Regions from separate parts of the Muntiacus reevesi genome. Here region 2 is linked to region 1. The links are chromatin contacts, called in public Hi-C maps. All regions are on one chromosome and are shown on one strand. Each heading gives the region's core, a stretch centred on a gene start, on an enhancer-like site or on the middle of the called end of the contact. The rest is flanking DNA. Distances are from core to core; before and after follow the strand shown. Region 1 holds the start of DHRS11 (dehydrogenase/reductase 11). Region 2 holds the start of USP32 (ubiquitin specific peptidase 32).

What was found. A called contact is a pair of places that touch in the nucleus more often than the background predicts.
Region 2: a contact with region 1 is called in a Hi-C map of blood, with 2.5 times the contacts expected there. The contact joins the promoter of USP32 here to the promoter of DHRS11 in region 1. A contact is called at or near these places in 2 of 3 Hi-C or Micro-C datasets (blood and muscle).

The regions. Positions count from the first base shown.
Region 1 is chr18:48,717,184-48,723,195 of mMunRee1.1, reverse strand. DHRS11 (dehydrogenase/reductase 11) reads left to right here and starts at 2,625. Exons shown (of 7, transcript XM_065908926.1): 1 at 2,625-3,022; 2 at 5,742-5,951. The coding sequence starts at 2,666. It overlaps GGNBP2 (gametogenetin binding protein 2), which reads left to right. Exons shown (of 15, transcript XM_065911116.1): 15 at 1-502. The coding sequence ends at 56.
Region 2 is chr18:49,051,814-49,057,825 of mMunRee1.1, reverse strand. USP32 (ubiquitin specific peptidase 32) reads left to right here and starts at 2,630. Exons shown (of 34, transcript XM_065908924.1): 1 at 2,630-2,840. The coding sequence starts at 2,783.

The DNA of each region.
Region 1 (6,012 bases), core at 1,376-3,875:
ATGATCACAAGAGGCCCATTTGTAGTGGCTGGTTGACAACGGCTGGAGCAAATTAAATAAATAAAATAGCTCTGTCTTTCAATGAAACACTCAAGATGACTACTGCGCCTTCTCTTTCAAAAAAACTCTTTCATTTTAGTGACTTATGGCAAAGTTTTATCTTAAATCAATGTGATTCTTTCTTGTTTTGGGAGACGGTGGAGGTAACCTCATTAGTTTGTTCTTTCTTCAGGCTTGTGTCTTTAGTTGTGTGGCTGCGCAGGCCTGCCATATGATTTAAGCCATCTCTTTTCATTAAATGTTTCTCTTCCTGTGAGACTTACTAAAAAGCAACTTAGTGGCAAAAAGTAATGTTGTACTTATACTTCTGTACAGAAATGACAATGAGCTGAATATATGGTTTTACAAAGTAGACATCCACTTGCGAAATGTTTGGATGTAATGTTAAAGCGCAATGTGCAAAATTTAAAATAAAGAATATTTATTAATACGCATAGTAAAATTTGGTGTACATGTTTCTACTTAATGTGTGGCAGTATTTTAATTAGCCACTTGTGGTCTTGTTACTTGACCAGTGATGATGTTAGGATGAAGAGCAAATGAGGAGAGATACAGGTTGTTGAAGACAAAAATTCTTCCCTTCGTCAGAGTTGACAGCTGAGAAAAGCAGATTCCAGTCTTTTGTTCTGAAAGAATAAATTTGCTGCGATACCTTTAAATACTGACTAGCATCCTATTTCCTTGTGAGATTTTTAACTGCTGTTATTTATAATGCTCCCTGATAACATTAACAAAGCACCTTAAATTCAGAGGTTCAGATTGAACTAGAAGAGTGAAAGCAAAACTTGGCAGAATTTCAACCAGGGGTTGCCTGGTCAGTAGTTACTCGGCGCGTAGGGAACTGGGAGCAGAAGGCTACGCTGAGAGCTGACCACACTGCGGTCTGTGTGTCTGTTCCTTATCTGGTTTCCAACAATAAAGTCACTCTGGCTTTACACTTGACTGTTTTCACAAGCTGTCTGTGAGTCCTGAAGGTGAGATTCCCCTGGGAGTAGCATTTGGCTGCCATTTAAATGGTTGAGTCAACAGTTCAGTAAAACCATGTGCTTAGAGCTTGGTGTGTCTACATGCAGATAATACTTGGTGGGCAGTAGACAAATGGGATGGTCAGTACCTCTCTGCAGTGGGGGTGGAGGGAACCATGTGGATTTTCTACCACTTAATCAGATTTCTAATCAGATTTCAAGTGGGCAACAGCAGAAGCTTAGTGAGATTTTAACTTTTGTAGTTGGTATTTTTTTGAGCCATCCCCTGAGTTGTCTTTTCAAATCAAAGTGTTGTACAAGAACTGGGGCAGAGATAAAATGAGTAATTCCTTTCTGACCCTTGTTTGCTTTCATCCTGGAATCCATAAAAAATGACTAAGAGTTCTCCCACAGCCCTTGGCTCCGAGCCCAATCCTCTTTCCACCACCTGTTGCAGCGAAGTTTTCTCCTGAGATTCCTAAATTAAGCAAGGGCTGGTTTTGTTTTAATCTTTGCCCGTGGAGCCAAACACAGGAGTGCTTGCTGAGTGAATACACCAGCCACATTCATGGCTTATTCCATTGGTTCAGTGGTGGGATTCCAGCAGAGATGTTTTCTCTTTGAAAGGCTGGCTATATAAAGAATGCAGAAGTGAGGCAGTATTCAGTATTTTGATGGAATATCCTTAGTGGTCAGCAAAGTGACTTCTACTTTGAGTAGAACCAACAACCTAAGGAGAGACAAAGGAGGACACAGTGAAGGCTCTTTCAGAACACATACCCTGGCCTAATACTGTACTGCTTGCCATCCAAGCCAGGCTCCTCATCTGTCTCGGTGTATCCTATAAAATGAGTGTTAATAGGTTCTATCTCATAGGGCTCTTGTGCACATTAATATATTTGAGGTGCTTAAAATATATTTTACTATGCCCGTCACAGTAAGCGCTCAATAAATGTTAGTTATTGCTTTAATATTTCGCATACACCGCGGTATATTTGCTCCAGTGGGAGTAGGGGGGCTTAGCGAAGTTGTAGACTGTAGGTCATTAGAGATACAATCCCATCCACCCCAATACACGTGTACTTGGGAGTGTTTGCATTTTTAACCATGAGTTCTCCAAGGTTAGAAACGCCAAGCGATCAGGCAGGGTTGAAAGCCCGTCCCAAGGTCACCCAGCGTTGACCGCTGAGACGCTCAACCTTCTGTGCTGAACCGTTCCCATCAGCCACCGGCTGGTTGAGGAAGGCGGTAGCGTCACCTTAAGTGCCCCGTAATTTCTCTTCCTGGCCTTTGGGTCAGGATAGGCAAGGCGGACAGAGCAAGAGACGAGTACGCGCGTCCTCAGGCCTGGTGCAAGCCCGCGCCGAGCCTCGTTCTCCAAGGCTAAGAGCTCACAGGAGGGAAGCAAAACTACCTACTCCCGGGACCCTTCCGCCCAGTCCCGCGAGAAGCGGTTTTCTCTGGGCGGGGACAGGGCGAGGCCCGGAAGGGGCGGGGTGGGGCGGGGACCATGCTAGGGCCGGAAGGGGCGGGGCTGTGCGGGAGGGGGCGGGGACCGGGCGAGGGCCGGATGGGGCGGGGCCGTGCCCGCGCGGCAGGGGCGGGGCGGGGCCGCCGGCCCGCATCGTCCTCCAGCCGGGATGTGGCCGATCGCCGAGGAGCGGAGGGTGGAGCAGGGGGCGGAGGCCGGCCAGAGTGGAGGCAGGTCCTGGCGTACCTCTGACGCGGGCAGGTCGACGGCGGGCGCCGCGGGGGTGACAAGAGAGCGGCCGGCCCCCTACGACCTAGGGCGGAGCTCGGCGATCCAAGTCCTCTGCTCCCAGAGCGAGGTGGGCGGGCGACTCGGGACCCTGGCCAGAGCCGGCATGGAGCGGTGGCGTGACCGGCTGGCACTGGTGACGGGAGCCTCGGGGGGCATCGGCGCAGCCGTGGCCCGGGCCCTGGTCCAGCAGGGTCTGAAGGTGGTGGGTTGTGCCCGCACCGTGGGCAACATCGAGGTAAGGCCCTGCTGGGGAGCGAGTGGCTCCGGGTGGCGTCGTTTCCGCCGGGCTTGGGTCCAGGTGGGGGATGGGGAGCGGTCGGAGCCGAGGTGTCACGCTGCCCTCTTGCCCGCCACCCCAGGGCCACTTGCAGCGGGCTCAGGGGCCAGAGAGGTGGACGTCTAGTTGGTGGAGGAGGCTTTTGGATCCCTCAGGGCAGGACTCTATCTTTGCTTTTTAAGGTCTTGTCCGTTAGGGAGCTTTTTTCCTGACAGCCTCAGCTCTAGTATACCAATTCTCTGACTCCCTGGCATCTTTTCTCTTGCTTCCCTACCTGCCTGCTCAGGTTGGCTGAGAAAAGGAGAAGCCAGGGAGAAGGGAAGAAAGCTTTCTGGCCTCAGTGGCTAAGCTGGCTACTGGATTGCTTCCTCTGGTTCCCAGACCTAGCCCACATAGTCAAACAAAGCGAGCAGGAGCTAGAGGACTTGATCCTGCTCATTTTTCACCCAGGACTGAGAGTGGGGTTGGAGTGGGAGTGGAGCTTTTCTGAAGAGGCTCAGCTCCACCTTCCCCTGAAGGTGAGGGTTAACCCCTCCTCGATGGACGTGAGGGACAATTGGGATGTATATATAAAGTAGACCTTTTTTTCAGTTTCACTGTCACAGGTGGGAATGAGCAGGTAAACTAGGGTATTGAACCTGTGCGCTCTGGGGGACAAAGCAATGTGGAACTGAACCCCCTGGTTTGCCTCTTAATGTGGGTTGGGAGCCCCAAGGGTTGTGAGCAATAAGAGCTCAGAGAAAAAGGAAATGAAGTTGGCTGTGTTGGAGCAGGGAGGAAGAAGGATGAGCAGTTTCCATCATAGGAGCACTTTGGATTTACCCCGGGCAGGACCCCCCTCAGGGTTTAGGCTGGTGCTGAGCTTGACCTCCACCCGTGCTCAAAGTCCCCGGGGCAGGGAGAGGGCGAGGAGGCCTTGGGTGGGGCCGAGCAGGAAGGTGTACCGGAGGGAGGCCTGTCCCCTCCCCTGCTGCCGACCAAAGGTACGCTTTATGGCTCCTAGATGGTTCCAAGGTCACCTGGCTATACCTTTGCCCCACACTGCCCCTCCCTTTCTCCTATTCTGAGGTGCTCAGGGCCTGCCTCCACTCCGGAGCCTAGAGGATCAGACCAGGGATTAGGCCACTTGATTCTCTTGATTCTCAAGCCACTCTTGCCTTCTCTTCCGACTCCCACCCCCACCGCAAACCAGCCAGGAAAAGGGTCCCTGAACCCCGAGGAGAGCCCCTGACTGATCACTCGCCACTGCCCCCCCCCCCCCCCAGAAGGACTCCTTTAATGAGGGAGGATGGCTCAGCTGTGAGGGGACTGAGTGGATTTCAGGTCCTTTTTGAGGCTAGATGCGGACAGGTAGGGCAGCGAGAGACAGCGACAGAGACATGTTTTATCAGTCCCTCCACTGTGGCTTTGCCGCAGGGCTTTGAGTCTGGCGGAGGAATGGAGAAGTTGTGTGCCAGGAGAGGGAAGAATTCCAGGCTGTTTTGCCTGCCATCTGCTTTTCTTGATTGGTTGATGGGTTCATTCATTGATACTCAAACAAAATTTGATTTCCGACATCCTACAATGAGAAGCCCTGTTTCCCGAGGGGGTCGTTGAGTAGGTGAAATGTTGAGTAGGTGAAATTGGGGGAAGGGGGACTTCTGAGTCCCAGAGGACTGTACCGCTTAAACTCATGGAAAGCTAAAGCAGAAAAGAATTTCCTAGGTCACCTGACCGAGTCCTTTATTCCCAGCTTGGTTTGGGGGTAGGACGGCGTTCCAGGGCAGGAGACCAAGCTAACCCTCTTCTAGGGCTCCCTGCCCTGGCACCCCTGGCCCACCCACACGTGTCCATCCATAGTCACCTTGAGGAGGCTCAGGTGCCCGGTCACTGGCCTCCAAAGCGACCACAGCTGGTTTTCTTCCTGCTTCTGAATGGCTGCTCACCTCAGCCATCTCTCAGTGGCCTTCCTCTCTCAGGGATCCTTAGTGGCTTGAGGGCCCTGGCAGTGCCCGGGGGATGCCCAGTGTCACCTGCTACCTGACTTGGCTCACAGTCTCCAGAGAAGCTGGGGTGGAGGGTGGTGCCCCGTGGGGCTTCCTGACCGTTTCTATAGGCAGGGCGAGGGGAGACCGGCCATTGAGCTCAACTGAAAAGTGAGAAGTCTGTGTGAGGGTTCTGAGCCAGCTGGCTGCAGCTTGTGGAGGGACAGCCGTCACTTAGATACAAGCCCTCCTGAGAGGGGTTGGGAGAGTGATGGGAGAGAAGCGAATCGAGGTCCTGGTGACTCGGCGCTGGTGGAAGAGACATGGGGTGGAGTGCGGCTATGAGCGGAGCTGTGTTCCTGATGGGAAAGAGTCAGAAAAGAGACATCGCTTCATTCCCGGGATCCCCAGGCCCCTTTTCTGACCCCCCACCTCACCCCAGAGCCCCAGAAACTTCCTTCTTGAACGGAAGACGAATTTATTTGGGAGGTTCCTCCACTGATGATCTCAGCCTCCCCCACCCTCGCTCAGGACTGCTGTCACCTCTGGACTTTGACCCAAGAGGTCAGGCTGTGGGGACGGGCCCAGGTGGCCACCAGAGGCGCGGGCTCTGTGAGCGGTGACAGCGGCGGGAGGTGGGGTCTGAGGGCGTGGGGTGGGTTGTGTGTGGAGTGAGCAGCTCATCCCAGTTAGACCCCTGTTGGGTTTCATAGGAGCTGGCTGCCGAATGTAAGAGTGCAGGCTACCCCGGGACTTTGATCCCCTACAGATGTGACCTGTCGAATGAGGAGGACATCCTCTCCATGTTCTCGGCGGTCCGCTCTCAGCACAGCGGCGTGGACATCTGCATCAACAATGCCGGCCTGGCCCGGCCCGACACCCTGCTCTCAGGCAGCACCAGCGGCTGGAAGGAAATGTTCAACGTAAGGGCGGGGGGCGGGGGTCTGTAGGGGACGCAGGTCACAGGGAGGAAAGCAGGAAGAT
Region 2 (6,012 bases), core at 1,381-3,880, 330 kb before region 1:
TTCAGTTCAGTTGCTCAGTCGTGTCCAACTCTTTGCGACCCCATGAATCGCAGCATGCCAGGCCTCCCTGTCCATCACCAATTCCTGGAGTTTACTCAAACTCATGTCCATCAAGTTGGTGATGCCATCCAGTCATCTCATCCTCTGTCGTCCCCTTCTCCTCCTGCCCCCAATCCCTCCCAGCATCAGGGTCTTTTCCAATGAGTCAACTCTTCGCATGAGGTGGCCAAAGTATTGGAGTTTCAGCTTCAGCATCAGTCCTTCCAATGAACACCCAGGACTGATCTCCTTTAGGATGGACTGGGTGGATCTCCTTGCAGTCCAAGGGACTCTCAAGAGTCTTCCCCAACACCACAGTTCAAAAGCATCAATTTTTTGGTGCTCTGCTTTCTTCACAGTCCAACTCTCACATCCATACATGACCACTGGAAAAACCATAGCCTTGACTAGATGGACCTTTGTTGGCAAAGTAATGTCTTTGCTTTTTAATATGCTATCTAGGTTGGTCATAACTTTCTAATCCATGGTAAACCCCATGATAAAGTGAAAATTTTTATGACCCTAGAGGAATCTGGGCCTAAACCCAAGGAAGAAATCTTAAAAGTTCCTGTGTATTAGCACTGCTGTAAATCTTTCATTGTGTAGTTTATAGTCTATTCTTTCCTGAGTATTTTATAATAATTTACTATTTCATGAGATAGATTAATTCCAATCCAATCCCACCTTTCAAGTGGGGCAAGTACTAAAAAGAGATAAAACAATTTGCTTCCAGTTCTACTGTAAATCAAGTGGGTAGATAATCACTCAGGGCTGTCCTTTCTACAGCAAGGTCGCCTTTAGGTACTGATTATTTAGGACAGTAATAAAGCCAAGGTATGTTGTAATTAAACTCTTGAGGGTCTTTTCTCCCACAGCTGAGCCCTTTCTTAAGAGTCACTTCCCATTAATAATGGTAATCTACTGCAGGCTGAAGATGACTGAGTTGTTTTGTCTGGAAACCTGCGTTTGAGCTGAACTAATCACCTGGAAATTAAAGGCTTTGAAGTACATTCCCAACCCCCTTATTCATGGCCTTTTAGTAGTGAAACTAATCTGAGACCTTAAAATTAACTACCTCACAGTGAACTGGAAAGGGCAGCACTGTGACTAATGCTAGGCTGCTGATCTGGTCTGCCAGGAAAGATGAGTAGAGAGTTATTACCTTCTCTCTCTAGCAGGGCATATTATAATCTGTTGACTTTAGGAACTAAAACCCTTTTGCTGTCCCTGAATTACGTAAGTATCACCTTGAATCTAATCTAATCCAAATGATTATTTTTTAAACAAATGTGTTTCCGTATCCAGACAAACTGAATTAAAAAAAGCAACGAACTGAATTTATTCCATTGTAAGGATATACTATATTTACTTATTCATCTGTCCAGTTGATGAGACACTTCATTGCTTCTACCTTTTGGTTATCTTGAATAATGTTCTATAAAGACAGAGATGTAAGTATCTGTTCCTGTCCGGCTTTTCAATTCTTTTGGGTATATAGTCACAACTGGAAGTGCTGGATCACATGGTAAACCTGGGAAACTCTGCTACTGTGCTGCAACATGGACAGATCTTGAGGACACTATGCTGAATGAAATAAACCAATCACAAAAAGGGAAATACTGTGTGATTGTGCTCTTGAGATATTTAAAAATGATTAGCACGGCAAATTCATATTTTAACACAATTTAAAAATAATAAAGAAAAGCGCAAGGAAATCTCTAATCAGTCTTGTAACGCTCACATTTCTGGTGGGGAGCAACTCTTGCAGATAAGCTAAGCTTTTGTACAACAGCTTTCAAGGGCTGTACCAGAGACAGGCGCAGAGCAGGAGATGCGCCCAGAGGCAAATTGGCTCTGCGTAAGTGAAAGAAAATCCAGCGTCAAAGGGTGGGGGGCTGGGATTAAAGCGAAAAGGAAGATGTTCTAAATTTTGTCAGCAGATTAACTTTCCTTAAGAATCACTCCACTAGGATGGAGAATTCTCTAGTGAAACCCTTGAGTATCCTTTCCTTTCACAACTTCCTTCCTAATCAAAAATGTCCTTAACGTCAGGAATGTCTCTTCTGCCCGTTCCCTTCTCTCACGAACCGCACCCCTCGGACCCCAGCTCCCAAAGATTCCATTTCTCTTTCAAGACGACTCAGGGCCACAGTCAGACCAACCGTCAAGGGTTACGACCCCGCCCAGCGAGTGCCAGAACTTGTGGGCGGGAGGACGGCCTCAAGCGCCCCGGAAGTCACCACCCCTCACGCGGGCGGAGGCCCCCGGGCCTCGCGGCTTCGGATTGGCCGGAGGTGGTGATGATGCGTTACGCGCAGGGTCTGGTCCCGCCCCTACGCCCCTGCGCGCGGCAAGCGTGAGGCGGGGCGGAGTGGGTGGCCCCTGGCGGCCATTACCCGGAACAATCCCCGGCCTCGGGTCAGGTGACCCTCGGCGGGGCAGGCGGGAGGGAGGGGGCGGGAAGAGGGCGTGAAGAGGGAAGGGAAGGGAGGGGAGGAGAGAGGAGAAGGGCGGAGTAAGAGGGAGGGGAAGGGGGCGGGGTGGGAGTGGGTCACGTGATTCGGCATGGAGGCGGTGGCGGCGCCCGGGAGGAGCCGCCGGGGCAGAAGCCGCACTTGTTAGTGTTGGGGGAGGTGGGGACCGGGGGACGCCGACACCGTCAGTCAGAGACGCCGAGGAGAAGGCGGGAGGGGGGTGGGGGCAAGAGCGGGCTCCGACCCCCGGCCGAGGGGATGAAGGGAGCATGGGCGCCAAGGAGTCACGGATCGGATTCCTCAGCTACGAGGAGGCGCTGAGGAGAGGTGAGGGGGGGAGGGGTCTGGGCGAGCTGCCGGGGAGGCCGGCGACGGGCCGCCAGGAGGGTGGGTGACCGGGGAAGGGGAGGGGAGCTTGAGGGCGTGGGGCGCCTGAGGCGGAAGGGAAAGGAGGCCACGATGGGGATTTTTGCGGTGGAGCAGGGTCGGGTGGGAGCAGGGTTTGGGGATTAGGATCGTGTGGACGGGGGCGAAGCCTTCCCAGTGAGAGGGGTGTCAGGCGCTGACAGGGCGCTGACCGTACCTCTGGTGGCGTTGTTCTCCTGGATGTGTCCAGGGAAGTCCTCCTCCCCTTTTTCCTTGGGTGGCACCAGCCGTTTGCAGCCCCCACCCCCCTTCCTTTACTGCCATTTTCTCCTGTCACTCGTTCATAAACCCTCCAGCAACATCCTAACCTCGTACCTAACAGCCCTGGCTGGAAGGCAGGGAGAAGGCGGCTGCAATGCTCTCTGTTCGCTTGCAGAAGCCCCTTCCAGTTGTGTGCTGTCTCTGCCGTTTCCAAGGGCTTTTTGCCAGTCTCTTGGGGGACTGTCACCATCCACCTCTGCCTGCCACACACCACTACCTGCCACCCCCTCACCCTTTGAGCGGCTGACTTTGATGAGAACGACCTGAAATTGAGTTGTGTTTGAGGTGAGATGAGACTGGACAGCTGGTGTTGCCACAAGACCTTGTCTTCGGTTTCATCGCCTCAGACATTGGTCAGAACCTTTCATTGCACTTGATCCCCAGTTCGCCTCGCCTCCCTCCCCATAAAATGGCATTCGGAAATCCAGCATTCTGATACTGTGTTATAGCTCCCTTTAGAGACCGGCCTTCTTGCTGCCAGTTCTAGCCTGCTGCTTATTGGCTCTGATGCACAGTGTGTTGTTAACAGCCCCAACCCCCTACCACTTAATCTGATACCACTGTCCATGATCACTAAAGCACACGCTAACTGGAAGTGTCTATTGCTCAGTTTATGGCCGGAATGTGACTTAATTTTTCATGACTGGGATTTGAGAGAGAGAGAGTGAGAGTGTGTGTGTGTGTGTGTGTGTGTGTGTGTGCGCGCGCCCGCGCGCTTGTGCTTGTATTTCTTGGTGAAAAGTTAAAAAAAAAAAAAAAAAAAAAACCATTAAGCAGCTTAGGTGTTAGGCATTTATTGTTAACAGGTTTCTAAGTCAAGAAACCAGCCATGCTCCAGGTGATGGTATTAGTAGCTGAAAAGAACTAGATTACAAGACGGGCATTCAGTATGAGAATTTAGTAGCGAACTCTTATTCGTATGTTGGAAGGAAAGGGGTAAGTTCATTGGGCCATCACCTGAAATTACATAAGAATTTTGATATATCCTTGTGAAATGACCAGAGTAGCAAAAATACGCCTTTTAGGTCTTTTTTCACCCTGTGGAACAGTATACTGATTGTTCTTATGGGCAATCTTGCTTGAACTTTTTTCCTTGCTTCAATATGAGAAATATTCCAAATTCTTGATGTGTTTCCAGCTCTAGTAGACTAGTCATTTCCGGGATGCTGTTGAGCCTGACAGGTCTGGCCTCAATTAGGCAATGGCTTACATGGCATGAAAGAGGACTTCAGTCAAACTGATTTACAGCTTCAAGGTTTAGAGTTGTTTAGTTTAAGTTTGAGGGTGATTTAGCTGACATTAAGGAATTCTGAAATTAAGCTTTTATCTAACTCTAGCCACATATAAAATAAGATTCTACCTTTGTAAATATAAAGGAAATTAACAGTTGGTGTATTTTAAACTGATTTGACTGAAGGTCTTTGTTCAGTTTGTTAGGAAGTTGTCTGCTTGTTGAATTTTAAAACCTATCTTTGAAGAGGTAGCAAAATATTTGTTAAAATCTTATTTAACTTGTTTGAATGAATTTATGTTTTATCATTTTTGCTGCAGAGAAAGATTAAGGCAAGAAAGAGAAGCAAGTTGATAAAACAACATTTCTAAATGTAAACCAGGAGCTTTTTTTAAAAACAACCTTTTATTTTGTATTGTGGTATAGCCAACTGGCAATGTTGTGCTAGCTTCAGGTGAACAGGGAAAAGACTCAGCCATACATGTGCCTATATCCATTCTCCCCCAAACTCCCCTCCCATCTAGGCTGCCACTGTATAACATTGAGAAGAGATGAGCTTTTTAAATAAATAAAAATAAATAAAGTGGGTAGTTCTTTTGAATGTGATACTGTTTGTTAAATGTCAGACTTTGATATAGAATTTTTTTAGTAAGGTTGTAGAAGGAATTTATAAAGCTTTTGATAGAGCTAGAAAATAGTTGGAGAACTTTTTTGAGGCATGTAAATAATCTAAATAGATACTAAAACTTACATCTGTTAGTCTTAGCTGCTTGCTTTTATTGTATAAGGTGAATGGGGAGGGTGATAGGACAAATGCACAATGTGTGTTATATGAATCATTGTACAAGTAAAAAACTATCTTGACAAACTATTGAAATACCTACTTGCTTGGCTTTACTTAAAAGTAGCGAGCCCTAAATAATGCCTAACCATAATCAGGTGGTATTAAAAAAAAGTCAAGTATGTATTGCCACCTTCAAATATGGAGTTACTGGCTGTTTATCTTGCTGAATGGGGCCTTGGAAATGCAGTGTTATGTTAATGACAGATAACACCTACTGGACCTAAGTGAAAGGGCAGTCTAGTGACTTCTTGTTTACATTTCATAAGCTCTTGAAATTAGAAGATTGCTTTTGGATACTATTTTAGCTACACTGTATATCAGCTTAATAAAAATTAATAGTTTCCTTGAAGTATACCTTAACCTTTTTTTTTTCCCAAGGAGATGTATTAGTGGTAACTTTTATTTTTGGCTTGTATCTCTATCTTTCTTAAATAGAACACAAGCTTTCCCTTGAAGGCTTGACTCTAGTTAAATTGCTTATATTATCTACAGTATAATATACTTACTATACTTTATGGATAGTGAAAATTTTAGCAGATAAGTTCTGCATCTCTTTACTTCAGTTCTTTATTGCATCTTAAGTTTGTGGCCGTGTATTCCTAAAAATGTATTCTAAATGCTTGGAGCATAGCATTAAAAAAAAACCAAACAAATGGAAGGAGTTGCAGTTTAGAGCATTTCAGAACTCAGAATATCTTCTCCAGTTTTTTAACTCTTTTTTCATGCTCCTCCTTTCC